2 separate regions of the Rattus norvegicus genome follow, and region 1 is linked to region 2. Evidence: chromatin contacts called from public Hi-C data. All regions are on one chromosome and are shown on one strand. The core of a region is the stretch at or near the end of the contact, and the rest is flanking DNA. Distances in the headings are between cores, read along the strand shown. Region 1 holds the start of Spred1 (sprouty-related, EVH1 domain containing 1). Region 2 has its middle 110 kb from the start of Spred1.

The links. Hi-C and Micro-C count contacts between places; a contact is called where the count stands out from the background.
Region 1: a Hi-C map of frontal cortex shows a contact between it and region 2, with 2.7 times the contacts expected there. The contact joins the promoter of Spred1 here to the enhancer-like site in region 2. A contact is called at or near these places in 2 of 12 Hi-C or Micro-C datasets (frontal cortex and psoas muscle).

What each region holds. Positions count from the first base shown.
Region 1 is chr3:124,435,289-124,441,002 of GRCr8, reverse strand. Spred1 (sprouty-related, EVH1 domain containing 1) reads right to left here and starts at 3,773. Exons shown (of 7, transcript NM_001047089.2): 1 at 2,898-3,773. The coding sequence starts at 2,929.
Region 2 is chr3:124,325,965-124,331,947 of GRCr8, reverse strand. No RefSeq gene overlaps it. Among named protein-coding and RNA genes, the nearest start is that of Spred1, 110 kb to the left of the region's middle. Within about 2 kb of position 3,702, at least 32 of the 93 cell types and tissues checked have an H3K27ac peak or open chromatin away from gene starts, as enhancers often do.

The sequences.
Region 1 (5,714 bases), core at 2,524-5,023, 110 kb before region 2:
ATCATGTAAGTCCCAGAAATGAAAATCAGGTCATCAGGCTACAAGGTGTAAAGTGCCCTTATCAGTTGAGCCATTTTACCTGACTAAAAATCTTATTTTTAAATATGAATTTGAAACAATCTAAGGCTTTATCCTATTCTCATTCATTTTTCTCTCGTTTGACTTACTACTGTTAAGATGCCTTTTATACTTTCATAGAATACATCTTCCACTAATTCTTGATTAGATATGTAAGCACCTCAGTTACCTATTTGTACACACACATATACACACACAAAATCTAAATTCAAATAATGGTTATTCAAAATGAGGGCTCTAAAAAAGGCCCTAACTATATTTTAGCACTGTGGCTACCAATTTTTAAATGTTAACACAGTCTTCCAAGAAATTGATCATTTTTACCTCCTTTAAAAGGCTAGAGACACAGGAAAAACGAAGCAACAGTGTGAAGAGTAATTCCTACTGTAATCGAATCCCTAGGAAGGGTGGCTTAAAAAAAGAGAGAAAAGAAAAAATAAAAACAGGCCATTTTAAACCAAACCTAAGCCCATGAAAGCTCTGCTGGATCTCTCTTGTTTTTTTTTTTTCTAATGTATGATTACAAATAATGAATTTTCATTTTAAAACTTCACCTCCTATGTCAAAGATAAGATATACAAAAGATCAGATTAAAAGGGACATTCCAAGAAATCCACTTTGTGGTTGAGCTAAGGCACAAGAAAACACTGTCAGCTCTAGCAGCAATGATTAGCAGATGAACACAATCATTTCCTATCGTAAATTAAACAGTACCACCCATTTTTGCCCTAAGAAGAACCTCTCAGAGGACAATACATGCTAAAACAGATTACCCTTTTACTATCCAAACAATGTTATAAGGCTCCTCAAGAACAATGTATTAATAAGGCAGTATGTCTTTGTGAAAACAATTTTTAAAATCTGGATGAATAATTTCCAAATTGCCCATAAGTACATTTAAGAGGTGTGTGGGGAACTGTTTCAAAGCATCAGTATCTTGAGAATTAAAACCATCGTTAATATTTTTTCATTTTAGTTCAACAATGGTTCCATCCACTGAGATGTCTCTCATACTTACTTGTGCTTTCAATTTACTATAGTACCAAAAAAGGCCGGTTCTGAAACAATATATTCTAGGCTTGCATTAATCTACATCCCGTCATTTGTTCCTTGGCCATAATAAGGCAATACTACTTTCTAAACTATTAAACCGGTAAGACATCTTTCCCCATCTCTAAAATAGATCTTAAGATTTTTATCCCAGCTGCTTTATTGCAAGATACTAATAAAAGTTCCGGTCATTCCCTTCAGCATTTCCGCAGTTTTTCTCCCAGCCCAGCACTATCTGAGACAAGCTTCTTGATCTCGCTCAAAATAGGTCTAGTCTGCGGAAGGCAGTGACAGTGTACTGCACTGTGAATGGACAGCCAGGTATTTTATGAATGGAGGCGATCACGTGATCCCAGCACCTCCCCGAACTGATATTTCCCACATAACTGTGTCAACATTCTGAGAACTGGGGTAGTTGTTTGTGTGTGCGCGTATGTTCCAAAATTTAATCTAAAACTTCAATTTCCCCTCACTTCCTGAGCCCAAATATCTACACAAGGACAAAACAGCTTCGAGTGGTTTTCTTAGGAAATCCTTTCAAGTTGTCCAAGGTGATGGATGTTTAATTATTTTTTTTATGAATGAAGTGTGCTATGCAAATGAGGGCGATTCACAAAAAGAGAGAACATGGCGGCCACTTCTGCTTCAGGCTGCACTGACTGCAGCAATCCACCTCCTTCCACACCCGCTCCTCACTCAGTTCGTGCTTTTCAGAAGGGGGGGGGGATGTTGCTCGGCATTTTTCTAGCTATTTTATGGTAAACGCTTCGGCACTGGCCTTTAAAGCCTACTCAAAAGGTCTGACTTGAGGAATGCACTTTATTTAAAGGAATGCATCCTAAGGACTAGTCTTCATTTAACTCTTCATAGTCCTCCAAAAACAAAACTTGAATTCAATTACAAAAAGAACAGACGCCAAAATTCGGCCCCAAATTAACTCTCTTCTCAACAGGAAACTTACAGCACCATTATTCCTCCAAGAGGCTGCTACACTAAAGCAAAATATTTAAAAGGCACGGTGATTCGTTTGGAAAACCTAAAGACAGTCCAAACAAGCAAAAACTTAAAAGTCACGGATGAAGCTCAGATGAAGTCACCAACGCGTTCGGCAATGTAAATCGTGCTTTATCACAAAAGGAAGCCGAACGCTAGCATTCAAAATTTTTAATTACTGTTCTTGATGAAGACCGGTTTAACACTCGCGAAGGTAAAAACACAATAGCTCAACATCACCCACACTCCAGGTGTCCTTAATCCTATTTAATTCTTAAAATGTTTCCCTAACCCTATCTTTTTACTAGACTAGTATAGGTCATAAGTTTAAAAAGTGGGGCGGGGGGCGAAGGCTTAGTCGGTATTTAAGAGTCACTGAGTCATCGAATTAGGATTCAAGAGCAGTTTGCGGCTGGAGGTGCTCCCACACATTAGTTTCCGAGCGAAATAGCTGTAAAGGCAGGGTGGCTGGATGTTCAAGGTGTTGGGGGGCTTAGGGGGGGTGATGCCGGAGTGAAGGGCAGGCAAAGGGTAGTTTCTACTCCACTTTGAGCTACCCACATTATTACTCGGTCTCGGAGACCTCCGACTGCTACGCCGCCTCTGCACTGCAGCCGATACCCTTCCCCAAGCAGAGAGGCGAAAATGCACGAATGGAAAGGGGTGCTGCCATTAAAGAAAATGGTCCGACACATCGGGCATCTATCACCTCCCGGGCGGGACGGGCTGGGGGAGGGGGCTGCCCACCCGGCTCAACCAGACCAGGGCTCACTTACTCGTTGTCAGAAGTCGCCGTCTCCTCGCTCATCTTTCCCTCACCGTGATCCGCTCAGGAGATGGAGGAGCAACAGCAGGCGGGGAAGCAGCGGCAGCGGTGGCACCGAGGGGCAGCGGGCGACGACGGCCGGCGGGGCGCGCGGGCAGCGGCTCGGGGGCCTCACCATGGTGGACGCCTCACCCGGAGCGGCGCCCTACGAGCTGGGCAGCCCGGCCACCCCCGCAGGGGGGCGGCGGCGGCGAGCGCGGCCGTGGCGACCCCAGCGGTTCGCCGCGCCGAGGTCGGGTGCGAAGCCGAGACGGTGCGGGCGACTGAGGGCGCTGAGGGAACTCGGTCGGTGGCTAAGGCGGTGCTGCTCTCAGGGGCGCGGCGACGGGCGGGCGGCGGGAGCCGGCTGGGGGCAGCCGAGCGCTGGCTGCGGGAGGCGGCGCGGTCCCGAGGTGCCGCGCACCATCTCCCGCCTGGCCGCCGGCTGCCCGCGCGGCGCGCCTGGTCGGCCCTCAGGGGCTCCCTCAGACGCGCTCCAGCTGGGGGCCGCAGACAGGGCGCGAGGCGAGTGTCGGAGCCCGAGGGCACAGTGCCGAGCAGCGGTGAGGAGGGCCGAGACCAGCGCAGCTCCGCTGCCCGCTCCTCACGCCCGCGAGAGGGGAGCCGCGAGGGGGGCGGCGGAAGCGCTCACGCCGCCCGCTCCTTCCGCCGCTCGAACCGGGGGCGCCCGCGGGAGAGGCAGGCGAAGTAGTCCCTCGCGATTTCTGGGGCGGCGGGGCTCGCGCGGGAGCAGGCGGGAGGACGTGGGGCACGGCTGCGAGCCGGAGGCGCGGGGCCTCTGAGGGGTGGGGGAGACCTGAAAGCCGCGGCCCGCAGTCGAATCACTGCAGCTCTAGATCGTGGGCAGCATAACAAGTTTCAGAAAAGTAGTTCCCTCCTCCCCTCGCTTCCCAAATCGTCGGGCAGCGGGAGCGGGGCGAGGAGGGTGGCGGAGGGATATGTCGCTGCACTGCATCGCGCGCGTGTGCGTGCGCGCGCTCCAAACTCTTGGCACGCCGCGGAAAGGGGGCGGGGGTGGGAGCTGTGAGCCGAGCTGCTCCGGGACTGGCATTGTTGCGACGCGCAACTCCCCGTTACTCGGCCTGGAATATCCGGGTTGCCCGGACGAGCAGGCAAGCACACCGTGTGCTGGGGAAAGAAATCAGAAGGCCACTCCGTTCTGTTCAGTCCGCGTGCACGCGCGCGCGTGTGTTGTGTTTTTCTTGCAAAGAATGGAACTGGCATGAGTTCATCTCTTAGTGGGGGTTACAGGCCAGGACTGCAAAGCGAGCTCCTCCTGCTGTCCCTCATGTTGCATTGCTGCAGTCCCCTTGCTGCTTGCACAAGGGTAGGAGTAGTGTGTGTGTGTGTGTGTGTGTGTGTGTGTGTGTGTGTGTGTGTGTGTGTAGAAAGAGTTGGTTTCAATACCTCGCAGCCCGATTCTCACTGCGCAAACAGCATGCAAGGCTGGGCATTCATCTCTGAAAGCTCGAGTGCTTGTTAATGGAGAACGGCTTCCATTGAAGCCCGGGGTAGGCGGGTTACGTGAATCTGGCGCATCCAGCAGCACAGGAAATAACTCCCGCTGCGAGCGAGGTTGCATAACTATAGCGCAGGAGAAGCCTGTGTGGCACGAACTTTGGTGAACGGAGGCGGAACGGTTGTTGGATAGGCAGCTGTCACGTTTGCATTGTCAGAGGACAATGTATGCAATCATCCCCAAAGGTCTTTTTTGCACAAGAACCTTCTAAGGTTGAGGGCTGAAGCCTGGGATCTTTGTGACCGGAGGGCTAGGAACTCCTAGCTCTATAAATTCTATTATCTCTTCTCTATCTACGAAGTCGCCTAAAGACAAGATGGCCTGGGGGACTGACTCTCCCTAGCGCTCCCAAGGTGCTGTGGTGTCTCCCCAGGCGGTTCTTCGCTAGGCTTTTCACTTTGTTCTCAAGTTTACTTAACCTCCAGGGAAGGAAGCTTGCCGCTCCAGTCACCAGGAGAGATAGAACAGTTCCAGGGGAAGAAGTGGAGAGGGCCTCCTAAGGAAACCATCACTCCTCAGCCACGGGTTTCCAGGAAGCTTCAGAATTGCTGCTCTCGGAATGAGTACACACTAATGTGTTAACAGTACTGTGCACATAAGAGTGCCTAATGTATGTTTGAGGAAGGAATAAGGGCGCCAACCCAGCCAGCCGTGCACCAAAAACCCATTCCTTGGATCACTGAGGTTTCTTTATATAACTGCCTTCCGGCCACGTCTGCAGGATTGTTCATCTTTAGAGCAAGTGGGGATGGGAAAGAGGAGTGAGTAAGCGGAGCCTGGGAAGAGATCTCTACCCCTACCATTTTGAACTTGATCTTATGATGTGCAGAATCTGAACCCCAGAGTGTTGATGCTAGTCTGTTCTCCAGGTACTGTACTGCCACTAACTGGCTTTACCCACTCTGGTTTAAATCAATCTGGGCCAGACTGTCACAGGCCTATGATTCCAGCTAATGTGGAGGCTGAGATAGAAGGGTTGTGAGTTCAAGGTCTGCCTGCCTGGGTTACACAGCCAGATCTGCCTGGGTTACACAGCCAGTTCAAGGCTAACTTCCTTAACTTAGCAAGACCCTGTCTCAAAATAAAAATGTTTAATGAAAAAGGAGCCAAAGGTCTAGCCTTGTAGTGGGATGTCTGGGGGTGGGGAAAGGCATGAGATTCTGGGCTAAATCCCCAGTACTGAGGTGGGAGAGGAGAGCTTAAGTCAAGTCTAAGTCACCCATAGACTGATCTTAAGCAAGTCACTTA
Region 2 (5,983 bases), core at 2,453-4,952:
AGGAGTTTAAGGCAGGCATCAGCTACATAGCAAGTTTGAAGAATACTGGAGTCCATGAGACCTTGTCGCAAAAAATAAAAACAAAGTAAATAAGGTTTATCATGTTATGTTCTACATTTGTGATTCTTCATGGAGTTTCGTGTACTGACTGATGCAATTTTATTTTTTATGTGTTAAAACCCAGGAGTTCCAGCTGTTTTGAGAAAACAACCTTTCCACTGAACTGTCTTTATGTAATGCCAAAAGCACATGTTCATACCTGCTTCAGTGCATGCTTGTTCATTGCTACATCAATATTATACAGTCTGGATTAAATTTAGAAAGATGACATCAGTTCTTGAGAACTTTGAAACAATCTTCAGGAGAAATAGCAGGGAAAGTCCTTTCTTTATGCCAGTGTCCCTCATTGTACGTCAGTGTTAGAGTGAGAATATTAGAAAGCATTCTATCTTCAATTTTCCTGGAAGTTTTTGTTCAGAATCAGTATCTTTTCTTAGTATGTGGTAGAATTCCTCAGTAAGGTTATCTTGGCTCAGGGTTTTCTTTATAAACTGCTCTGCTTATAAATTTCAATGCTCTGACACATATGGCACTATTTGTGTTGTCTACTTTTCTTCAATAGGTTTAGTTGTACATGTGTTTCAAGAAATATATCTAGTTCATCTGTGTGATCAAATTTACCTCCATAAAGTTATTCTGATGCTAAACAATTTCCCCTTTTAATAACTGTAGACTGGGTACTGATGTCACCTATGTCAATCATAATGCTAATATTGCTTGGCTTTACTCTTCATCTTGATCATTTAAATTAGATATTCATAAACTCTATTCATCTTCTCCAAAATTATTGCTATGATCCCCAAATGCCCTCTAAACCCCCTCCCCATTTTTTACTCTAACTCTAGTTTCCACACCCGTGACTCCTTCTACAGAGATGTATTCTTTTCTTGAGAATAGACGCTCCAGCCATTCCTTAATTGGGTATTACTTTTGGGATTTATGGTCTTAATTTGTTGGTATTTTCATCGATTTATGTAGAAGAAAACTGTCTTTATTATTTTGCCATGGTCTGAGTTTCAAATTTGATTCAGGGCTCCAAATGTGTCTATTTATTCCAGGAAGTATGCTAGGTACTGGTAATAGCCGGGATGAATAAAATGTATCCCCTGTCCTGAAAGAGTTTGGCATCTAATGAGATAGATGCTACAGTCTACACTACACACATAATACTTGTTCTCATAGTTGTCTGCATAGCTGTTGGACACGCCCATAGAAACGATCTTAACAGCTCTTCCCAGCACCTTCATACTCTAGCTGTTGCCTTCAGTGCTTCTACTGGTTCTGCTTTAGTGGAAATAAGTTCATCTTTTTTTGGTCTGGGCTATTTTGATAACCTCTTAATTGGTCTCCCTCCCTTCAAGTCCTACCCACTCCAATCTGCCAGCCTAATTCTCTTTCAAAACCAGACGTGGCCATGCCACTCGGCTGCAAAACCTTTGCTGGCACTTTATTTCCACCAAGCTCTGTGCGGCATGCATGCTTCTGCTAGCTACCCGCTTAAGCCTTTTTTCTCTTCTCATCCTCAAACCCTGCTTCCTAGTTGGAGACTCCAGCCACTCCTTTAGGCCTGTGCTCTCTGTACAATGAATTTCTTATCCTTAAAGCCGAACTCAGGTGTGAACAAGTCTGTGAACCTGGCCGTGGTATGTTGGTTTGTTTTCTCACTGCTTCCAGACCCTACACCTCTTTGCACTATCTGTGAAAGCACTTATTTCAGAGTAACAGGACTGCTGTGACAGTCTACTTCCTCCTCGAAGCCATGCTGAAAATGTTTTGGAGGGAAGCAACTGCATTGTGCTAATCTTTGCTAAGAATTTTGGAGACCCTGAGGCTCTTGGGAAGGACCTTGCTGCATTGCCTGGTTTCAACTTGAGATTAGCAATAGATGACCTTTCAAGTATCCCATGAAATACATCTGTATTCACATTTGTAAAGTCTGCGGCTCCCGTTGAACTGGCCACCTCATCTAGTTTGCTAAGTCTGGCAACCCCATACCCCCGAGGCCCTAGGATCCAGGATCTACATGCCGAGGCAGCTCAGCACAGCCACATTTGCAGTGTTGACTGAAAATCAAGGTGACAGTTTCAGTTCCACCTTTATGGGGCTTCTGACTAAGCCTAGCAGTGACAAAAAAAATGATTTCTAGAATCAATATGTAACATTCGAAAGCTTTGCATTTCTGATAAACCTTGACATAGTAGGTCACATGTCTGAGGGCAGATCAAACACTCATAATATGCACGGGGTGGGGATGTGTGGGGTGTGTGTGGGGGTGGGTGGGTGTGGAGGTGGGGTGTGTGGCCTCAAACATTCTTTTCAGTTGCCTGATGATGAGCACCAATTAAAGGAAGCCTGGAAAGTGCGGTTGAGAATGGCCTGGTTACACTTTTAATCAAACAACTGGAGTACTGAAATTAGTGTAACCTTGGTCAGATTGCTTATCTTTTCTGTACTTCCTTTAACATGTGCATGAGAGAGGGGGGTGGGGGTTGAGGGGGTGGGGAGAGGGGGCTAAACCTGTAGCTTCATAATATACATTCGGAGGAGGGCAGAGGCAAAGGTCAGGTCAGGAGCATTCATTACCAAATTCTCAGGTTTTTTTTTTTTTTCTTTTTTTTCTTTTGCTACAGAATGGAGCAAACCTGGAATTGGAGCCAGGCAATTGCAAAAATGATTCCAGATCTGCATGGTAACAATTTAGACTAACTTCCACTCCTGCTGAAAGCTGAGCTGCAGAGGAAGTTCTTCCCTTGGCCAGCTGCCTGCTTGCCTCCCCCACCCCGCAGACCTTCAGGCCGCTCCCTCCCCACATCTGTTTCCAAGCCATGGAGCATAGGGTCACAGCATGTCGCAATAAGCAGTGTTAGCAGGCAGCATGAACCAGTAGTAAACCTTTGATTTTAATTCCTTGCTTCTTCAAGAGAGGAAGTGTGGTCTGGTGGTTAACCCACTTTAAAAAAAAAAAGCAGCTAGGAGGCAAAATTCTTGGTCCCCAGCAAGTCTCTTCTATTCTCATTGGGGTACCCAGCCATCAAAGATGCCTTTTGTTCCTCAGTGTTGCTTTATGATCTTAATCCCCAACCAGCCTCACCAGAAGACTCATTTTGGGAAACTGATTAAGGGATTCTTTTTTAAGAGTCCGCATCCAAGAACCTTACCAGGAAAGGCCTAGGATGCTCTAGTTTTAACAAGTACTAGGCATGCATCTTTAGGATCAGTTTTGGCTCAGCTAATAGTTCACACAAACTGGAAGTGTGTTGCCAGACACAATAGGAAGATGTCTGAGCAGAAACCAGCAAATCTACCTCGGATTGCCTTTTACAAGCTCAGGTGGAAACCGCAGTGGAATATGGGGAAAGGAGAGACCGCTTCTAGTAGGCCTCCCAGCTGAGCGAGCCTGGGTAGGTCAGAGGAACTGTTCTGGCTGCATTTTTATCATTTTAAAAATAAAAGTGACTAGATCATCTCTTTCGGTTCTGTGAGTCAATGAATTATTTCTGTGAGTTCACAGAAATGCCAGGATCGACTCTGAACATCTCGTTTCCTGAAAATGACACGGGTGCAGTCCCTGAGGTGTGGGCTGGCCTGTTTGGGGTTGTGGGAAGACAGCGGAGACAGGCGGTAGCTAGGAGGTTTGGGGCCAGGGCTGCAGGGAGCGGGAGCGGTCTCCCCACTCTCCTCTCTGGAGGCTATGCAGCTGGCCTGCTTATGCAAAGGCCTTGGCTCCTCTTTTCTTCTTAAAAGCTTTTCTGACTTGTACATTCCCCTGAGGAGCAGATTCATTGTTTTGTAGAGAATTTGTACTGTGTTTTCATGAAAGGAAGAAAGAAGTTGGAATGGAAGGGCTTGAGAGGATTAGCGAGTGGGCTAGATTGCCAAAGAAATGAGTGTCACCATGTGTGATAAATACACACCCGCCATACTGCTGACCTCAAATGTGCCAAGCAAAATCCTTTGCCCCACTTCCACAAGCCCTAGACCGGTGCTCTTGCTCATGGACCGGACACTAGCTTTCTCATCTGGGTTTGGTGCGTGTGGGACTCCTTCCATCCCAGAACAAGTGGGGGTGAGTTAGGAGAAGTAGGGATGAGTCATGGTTGTAGGGAAAGGATGTCTCAGGAAGCCGACACTGAGCAGGCTTCCTAGAAACATCCTGACAGGTCCCATAAAGCCCACGTTTGGTTCTAATTATAACATGCCCACATTTGAGCAGTTTTGCAGTTTTCCCATGGAAACTAACATAAGGCTTCTGAGGAAGAGGAGTTGACTCAGATGTGCTCTCTGTGTCTAAGAGTGGGAGCCAGTTGAACTTGTTTATTTTAAATGATTGGTTATGCCTGCTATTTTACAAAGGAGAAACCAAACTGGCTTGTCTGTGCCTACATATCTGTGAACCGAGGCTAGCCACGTCATATAAAGGGTTAAAACCAGCTCCGTATCATTAAAAAGATAGCTTGTAAGGTCCAAGATGAGGAACATGTACAAGATCCGAAAAGGTAGAATTCAGTTTTCCCCTCAAGTGGCGTCCAAAGGCAAGCTAAAAAAAGAAAGAAAGAAAGAAAGAAAAAAACACCAAAAAATTTACTATAAAAGCAGTTTTGAAAGAGAGTGCTGTAACCCATGTGGGGATATCTGTGTGGTCCACGCCTTGTGGTGCAGCTCAACATAGCTGCTCTGCTCGCAGAAGATGCCGAAGTTCTACGTGCATTGCTGGGGGGAAAAAATCACACTGTAGTCAAGGGCGGTTCTAGTACTCGGTGTTATTTTCTTTTGTAATGGAAAATGTTGGAAGATTGGTGTGATGAAAAGTGGGGGGGGATGAATTAAAAATAAATTTTCATTATCTAAGTTGATGATGAACCAGTGTGGAATTAAAAGTTATCGTTAGTAACTGTTTCGGAACTAGCAACCAGTCAGAACCTGGGAGGCTAGAGGGGATATTATTCGCTCAGCTTGAAATCCTGGAATAACTAGAGCCGTCATGAAGGAAGAGGGATTCCCCAGGCTTCCCTGGGGAATGGAGCTGATAATAGTGTGTGTGTGCTGTGACTTGGAGCCCCTTGAGAGTGGTTGGGTTTTTTCTTTTTCTTTTTAATTCTCTGTAAAAAAATCAGCATCTGTGGCACTTAGCAAAGAAACGCTGGCTATCTATTCTACAAGACTGTCATGTGACCCCAAGCCCTGGAAATCTTAGCTAATGAAGGTTGGCATGGTGTTTAAGCCCCACCGTAGGAAGTGGAGCTAGTCAAAAAACATGCTGGCTGTATTTTGAAGACTTCCAGAAGAATAAGAGATTATCTTGCTGTATAAATCGGATGACCTCAGGTTTAGTAACATCTTAGGAAATGATTAAAACAAATGATGAATACTTTCCTCAGACATAATTTCTTCAGATTCACCCTTGTTCTGTTATAAGTTCAGAAAGTTTATTTAGATGATAAATAAAGTGATATTAACAGATAATTTTATTTTCCATTTTAAGCTTATATACTTAATTTTTTAATAATAAAATGTCATTTATTAAAGTTAGGACTTGGGACTGGGGGATGGCTAGATGACTAAAGTGTTTGCTGCATAACCATGTGCACTGGAGTTCATCTCCCCAGAACCTGCAGAGAAAGAGGATAGGTTTGGTGGCTCACCTGTAGTCCCAGCATTGGATGGCAAAAAACAAGGGATCCCTGGGGAAGCTGGCTGGTCAGTGAACTCTGGGTTCAACTGAGAGACTCTGCCTCAATGAAAAATGTAGAAAGTGATCCAGAAGAACACACAATACAAACTCTGGGCCTCTACATGCATAGACAAGCAAGTGTGCCCACATGCATGTCAGCATACACACATACACTTAGGTAAACACACATAAAAAGATAAATAAATGAATAGACAGATAGATAGAAAAAAGAAAAAAGAACTGGAACTAAAT